Regions from separate parts of the Sus scrofa genome. Here region 1 is linked to region 2. The links are chromatin contacts, called in public HiChIP or PLAC-seq maps. All regions are on one chromosome and are shown on one strand. Each heading gives the region's core, a stretch centred on a gene start, on an enhancer-like site or on the middle of the called end of the contact. The rest is flanking DNA. Distances are from core to core; before and after follow the strand shown.

Region 1 (3,600 bases), core at 325-2,824, 1.3 Mb before region 2:
ACGTGGTACGGTTCAACAAAACTGCCACTGAGCTGAGAACTTGGAGCAAGTTTCTTCCAAGCTGGGATTTTTGCTTCACCAGGTAGATGGGAATACCTGGTGATAACCAGTAAAGTCCTTCCCAAAGTACGATTTGAATTCTGCTATCTGAACTACCCAGAAACTAAGATCATTGCAGGATCTGTGAACCCCATCCAGGGTCTGTGGGAAACCCTTCCCAGCTAAAACCCCAGGGGCTGCCTGAAGAGTAGGGCCTTGGGTGGGTTTGAGAGTGAGGTTCCCACAGATTAAAGAGTTTCAGCACCAACCAAAGCTGCTGAACCTGCCTTGATGACTAGGGGCCCTACAACCTCATCTCAGCATACCTGTATTTATGTCACCCACGGTCGCTTGTTTGTAGTGGCTGTAGATGAACAGCATCTCATCATCTGCTGGTTTGGTCTTAAGGTTCTTAACTTCCTCAGCAGCTTTCTCAAACTCCGCCTAAATCAAGAGAGAGGTCAGGTCTGAATAGAGCTCGGTAATGGGGATAAAGGAGTTGGAAAGGCAGCATTCCTCCTGCAGCGCAGCTGAGGAAAAGCAGTCTTTCCTTATCTCAACAGGGCAGCTAGAGGTTCAGCAAAAACCAGGAGGGAAAGCACATCAGTTCACTCATTTGAAGGACAACTAAGTACTGGGCTCTCTCACTGTACCAGGTATCAGGTGCTGGAAACAAAGATGAAGTGGGCAGGCTAAGGACGTCTGCAGTGGGCATATGCTTCACAGAAAAAGCAGAGTGGCCAACTAGTTGCCTGGCCACCACCGGGCCAGACAGGGGGAATCTCACGATAGCCCTGACTTGAGGACTCCGTGTTTGAAACAGCTGAGAAAGGAAATGGGCTTGAGCGCGCGCGGTGTCTGAGGCCCGAGCCCGATGGCTCCCTCCCCTGGGCGCAGGGCATCCAGCGCCGACCTCTGTCCCAGTGCCCGGACTGGAGAGTGGGGAGAGAAGCCAGCGGTCGCCCACACTGCTAGCTCCCAGAAAAACATCCGCAGTTAAAGGAAAGCAAGGCCTCTAGGTCACCCTTTCTTAGGCCGCGACCCGCCCCTTGCCTATCGCTAGACACTCGTCCCCTAATTGCCCTGACCTCCAGGCTCTCAACCATAGCCTCCTAGCTTCCTTATTCCTGACATGTCCTTCCGCATGGGGCACTCGGTTCCCTTACTCTTCAATCCACGTAACCCATTAGATCCCATCTATTTAGGACCCTCGCCTCAGATCTCAGTTCCTACTTTACTGCGAAGTCCTTCTCTTGGGCAACTTTCCAGCAGTTGTGGGCTGAGTAGCGCCGTTGGGAGTCCAAAACTCTTTTAAGTTCCATTTTCAGGGCTTGGTCCAAAGAGTCAGGGCTGGGCAAGGAAGGGTCCATGAAGAAGGGCAGAGCGCGGAAGGGAAAAACCTTGAGAGGTTATATCTGCGGATGCTCCCTCTTAAGCCTCCCGCCCCGCGACAGCTTTGCAGCCAGGCGGGGCACGCGTTATACCTGAGACATGCCGGCAGGGCTGCAAGGATTCCAGGGAGCTCGCGGAGGCGGTGAGGAGCCGGAAGCAGGCAGCACAGGACTCCACCTGCAGCGCCTTTAGAAGCTCAGCCGCAGGCCTTCCCCACTGCGCTCGGGTGAGCGAGAGGTAGCCAATCAGGAGCCAGCTCTACGCTGGGGGCGTGCCCAGTCTCGGAGCGCAGCTAGCCTCGCCAGAACCCTTGGATGTTTTCTGGCGCACGCGCAGCAGGGAGGAGCCTAAGGGGACGCCGGGAGCAGGTGGGGACCGCGGAAGTAGGGCGCGTGGGGTAGTGAGGGCCAGCTGTATAGAGCGGGCTTTCGGTCTTTGGCCATTGTGGGGAGTGGTCGGCAAAGCAGAGAGCGGAAGCCGAATAGCTGAGGCTTTTAAATTTGTTTCATTAAGTCTTGTGCCCGTTGTGAAGAGGCCGGAAGTTGCACTGCTCGACTAGCAACCTCTCAGGATTGGGGTGGGCAACTGGGCCCCTCCTCTCTCTGGGGACCGGAGGAAACCCTCTGGGACCGTCCCTGGAGAATCGCGCGAGAAGTGGCAAGCTGGACTGGTACCCAGAAAGGTGAAGCCGAGGCCTCTTCCTCTTGAACTTTTGGCATGTTCTGTGACGTGCTGGTGGCCGTAATTTGCGGTCCCCTTTTGTTTGTGTGCAGTAATGCATTTGATGTATTAAAGTCAGGGCCACTATCTTACTTGACTTGGCCTAAAATAGGTGCTTAGCAAATATTTGTTAAGTAAATAAATATTTCCTTCATTTTCAAGTGCTTGTTGAACTTTTGTCTGGTAACATTCCTGTTCTAGACCTTGGGGATTCAGCAGTGAATAAAACAGATAAAATCCCCGTATTCCTAGACCTTACACTGGCGATAATGTTAATAAAATCAGTTAAATAGACGGGATAGAAAGTTGAAAGTTTGCAGTTTTACATGGTGCGGGGGTGTGGAGGATTAAGGGACAGTAACATTTGAGAAAGCCCTTCTAGGATAAGAGGGAGCATTCCAGGCAGAAAATTAGTGTAAAGGTGTGAGCAGAGAGTGAAGGTAAGATAGGAGATGAGAGTGGAGAGTTAATCATGTGGCAGGCTGGCTAGATGGTGCAGAACGTGGCCTTTGTAGGCCTTTGGCTATTTATTCTGAGTGAAATGGGAAGTTGGAGGCTTTTGAATAGAAGACGAGACTGAAGCGGGCAGCTTTGGAAATTTATGGAGATTGGTGTTCTCCATGAGAGAAAGAAGCAGCACAGGTGATGGGAAAGTTTGAGGGTAATGCCTAAGAGACTAAAGGGAGAACTTACTGGCAAGTTACAAAGGAGCTGGGTGAAAGGAAATTGATTTTCATTCTCTGGGGATCTTAAAAAAAAAAAAAATCATTCCTCTTCAATTCCCAATTTGTGACAAGAGGAGTGAGCTACAAGTCCCCCATGCCTCCCACCGTTAATTTACAGCAGTAGGTTTACACTAAGGAAAGGCCAGGTGGAAGCTTTCAGATGTTACTTTCCAATAACTTAATGGAGGCCAGGCTTTATAAAATGAGAAAAAGCAGAGATGCAATAGCAGGGAACACATCTAGAGTCTTTAGTCTATGAATAATTTTGAGAAAAAGTAAAAAACCCAAAATCTTGGAATTAACTTTGGTGAAATTACCTTTGAATTGGAAGAGATGTGGGTTTCTTCCAAAATGACAATTCAGAACTTTTTTTTGCTCTGAGGCCCAGATGAAGCTGGGATTCACTTTTGGTTGGTCATTTGGCGCTTACAGCTTCCTTGATGGAAATTCACATTATTGCCTGTGTGGGTTAGATTTGCAGTCAGATGTATCTTGCAGTAAGTATGTTTTAACAGGAGGTTATTGTATTTGACACATTTGAAAAGGTTAGGTACCTCTGATAATTTTCTTTATATTCCTCCAAAGTTGGTCGGTGTGATTATGTTTGGACTGAAGTTAGTTATTGCAGAAAGCAAGGTTAGTGTTTTAAATTAACTTGGCAGTCTGCAGTGTAAATGGAGTTGATTTGTTGGTTGCTTCTTTGGAATATACTCCGGTTTCCTTA
Region 2 (3,090 bases), core at 152-2,651:
CCTGGCAGCAGGCAGAAGTTCCCAGGCCAGGGATTGAACTTGCACCATAGCAGTGACCCTAGAGACCGGGTCCTTAACCCACTGAGCCACCAGGGAACTCTGAAAGGACAATTTTAAGATTACAAAAATAACACATTTGGGAAGTTATGAGAATGGGCTCATTAGAGAGCACCTGAGTTTCACTGGCTTCACAGTGTCTGAGAACAAAATGTCACACAACACAGGCAAATGAGTTCTCATAATACCTTAATTAGCATATTCAAATTCATCAAATTGTTGGGGACTGGGGGTTGGCACACAGTTTCATTAGCAATATTTACTAACTATATTTTAAAAGGAAATGGTCATTCTCTTCCAACCACTTGTTATACTCTGGTTCAAGAGAAATTTCTGTTCTGTCAGGATAAACTCCAGGAAGGGTACAAAAGGCACAAATCATTTTTTCAAGAACAAGCATTAACTGAGTACCAACTTTTTAAGCTGCTAAGAATGCAGAAAGGTACATACACACACACATGCACACAAAAACTTCTTTGATCCCAACGGGCTCATAGACTCTTCCCGCTCTGCCCTTCCCACCTTACACACACACACACACACACACACACACACACACAGGGAAGGATCTTTTCTACAGCAAGTTTTCACACGTCACCTCTTTCTTCAACGAGGGGGGAAAAAAAAAAAAAAAAAAAAAAAAGCCTGGTGAAGCCATTATGGAGCAGGTGCGAGGCGCTTGTGACCAGGGACACTATTCTTGCATTTCTGCCATTCCCTGGGGCAGACAAGGGGTGCTTCACCCAAGTGGTGTAGCTAAAATTACGTCAGTACCATTGCCAAATTCTCAGAGATGATCTTCCCCTCAGAAGTTGGGGATGGTGGAGGTGAGGGTGGAGGTCATTTATCCCAACGTTTTACCAGGGAACAAGATGCTCTGGCTCGGACAATGGGAAGGCAGCGAGTGTGAAGAACCCATTTTCCGGGACGTGGTTCCTTGGTCCATATATGAAGTTTGCCCAAATGAGCATTAATCAGGGGACAACCCTACTCTGAGTGAAACCAGGACCAGTCTGCGTCTGCAAGCTCATCAGTGCTCGGACACTGACCCGGCAGCAAGGGGGCTGAAGCCCGGCTAGCATAGAGGACCGAACCCACTCGGAGCATCCGATGCCCGTGAGAAGCAAAGAGGAGAGCCAGGATGCCAAATTTCCCCAAGACAGAGAAGTAGTCCTTTCACAAAGCACCTCAGAGGAAAATACAGAGCCCCGGCCCGAAGGTTCCGCAGAACAACGCGTCAGGGAGCCACACTGCAAAACATTCCCCCAGCCCGCCTGGGCCCGGGCCTCGCCCGCAGCTCTGGCGCAGGCGTAGTCGCGTCTTGCTCCAGCCCCCTCAGTGCGCATGCTCCGCCGAGCTGCTGCGCTCCCGGCCGGCGGCGGTGGCAGCGGCGGTAGCGGCGGAGGAAGTTCTCGCTTTGCACTCCACCCCGGTAGCAGCTTTGGGGCCGAGGACAGCTTCCTCTGGACGCTCGGTGGGCTTAGCTGCAGCCTCACGGCGGTCCGACGGGATCATGGGGTTGCCCAAGGGGCCGGAGGGCCAGGATCTTCCGGAGGTAAGGAACCTCCCCTTTCCCTGACACGTCGGGGTATTTGAAAGTGGGCCGAGCTGGCGGGGCCGCAGGCTCTTGGGGTTCCCGCTGCGTTTAGGGCGCCCCGCCCCCCTCCTCAGGTGTGTTCACCGCCCGGGGCACACACAGCTAGGGCCCGAGCAGGTCCCCCAAGCGTGAGTGTGGGCGGGGACAAACTTCTGCGGGTGCCGGGTCTCCTGGGACGGAGGGAGCCTTCCCAGCCCAATACCTGCCCCGACTCAGCCCCAGGCGCCGCGGGGCCCGGGGTCCCACCTCTCCCCCTTTCCGGGGCAGTCTCCCCCCTTACCCGCGCCGCACGGCTTCCGCTGAGAACCCTGTCTGCTGCGCCCAGGAGTCACGAGACACGCGCTGGGACGGTCCGGGCTCGGGTTGTGCAAAGGGCGGTGACCTTGTGGCGCCCGCCGCAGCCTCCTGGGGCCCACGGGGCCCCGGAGGCCAGCACTCGCCGCCTTGGTGTCGGGGGAGAATGCCACTCTGTATTTGCCCCCACCTCCGGCCCGGCCGGCAGGAGGAAGTTTGGAAGCCTTGCGCGCACTGGGTTTTGGCCGGGCGGGTCAACGTGCCGCGGTGTCCCGAGTGGCCACGAGCTCGCTGGTGGTGCTCAGTGGCCAGGCGGAAACGCCACTGCTTCTCCAAAAGATAACGGGTGCTTTTCCTTCCAGATGTGTTTATTATTAAGTACTCGATCCTGAGGGACAGTATGATCCTTGGTTTCTGGATTCACAGGTACATTGGCTGGAAAGACAGGAAAAGTGCATTTCCTTTTGGCAGCAAAAGTCACTTAGCTCGGTGGTTTGCATCTGTCTTCTATTCCAGTGGATTTACTCAAGAGCTAGTCTAGTTTACTAGATTCTTGCAAGAAATGGAATGCACACGGCACCTCTGTCCTCCTGCTAAGGTTCTGAGGCAGGCATTTGGCCAGGAGAGTGGATTCCTTTACTTGGTGCATGGCCTGGGTCTCTCAGAGTCAGTGGCCAATCTTGTTTCTTTGCTCCCCTCCCCATATCCTCAGTTCTTAAATGTCACTAGTACCCACTAATTAAGGAAGCACTGTTCTGTACATAAAAGCTAGAGAGGTAGTGATTGGAAGGATAGGCTTATCTATCAGTGGGTGCTCTCAGAATGCACATCTGTTTTGTTGTTATCTTAGGAAAACCTAGTAAGTGTAATTTTGTTAGAACCCTTGTATTAGGTAAAACCTGATATGCACGTTGCTTTGATGGGACCAGAGATTGTAAAGGATAGAATCTGTACTTTGAGGTGATTTGATTTAAATTTTTCTTTCTTGTTTTACAACTTATTTTTCAGCTTTTCTGAGGTATAATTAACAAATAAAATTGTAGATATTTTAAATGTACAATATGATAATTTCACATATACACTGTAAAAAGACTCCCCTCGCTGAACTGACACATCCATCACCTCACATACTGACCTTTTGG

The links. HiChIP or PLAC-seq counts read pairs in DNA pulled down with a chosen protein or histone mark.
Region 1: an H3K27ac HiChIP or PLAC-seq map of alveolar macrophages shows a contact between it and region 2. The contact joins the promoter of DBI here to the promoter of CCDC93 in region 2. A contact is called at or near these places in 1 of 5 promoter capture datasets (liver) and 2 of 2 datasets of contacts at active chromatin or transcription factors (alveolar macrophages and skeletal muscle).

What each region holds. Positions count from the first base shown.
Region 1 is chr15:24,893,549-24,897,148 of Sscrofa11.1, reverse strand. It overlaps DBI (diazepam binding inhibitor, acyl-CoA binding protein), which reads right to left and starts at 1,574. Exons shown (of 4, transcript NM_214119.1): 1 at 1,524-1,574; 2 at 366-483. The coding sequence starts at 1,532. C15H2orf76 (UPF0538 protein C2orf76 homolog) reads left to right here and starts at 1,705. Exons shown (of 8, transcript XR_001301352.2): 1 at 1,705-1,799.
Region 2 is chr15:23,592,057-23,595,146 of Sscrofa11.1, reverse strand. CCDC93 (coiled-coil domain-containing protein 93) reads left to right here and starts at 1,401. Exons shown (of 24, transcript XM_001927273.5): 1 at 1,401-1,612. The coding sequence starts at 1,571.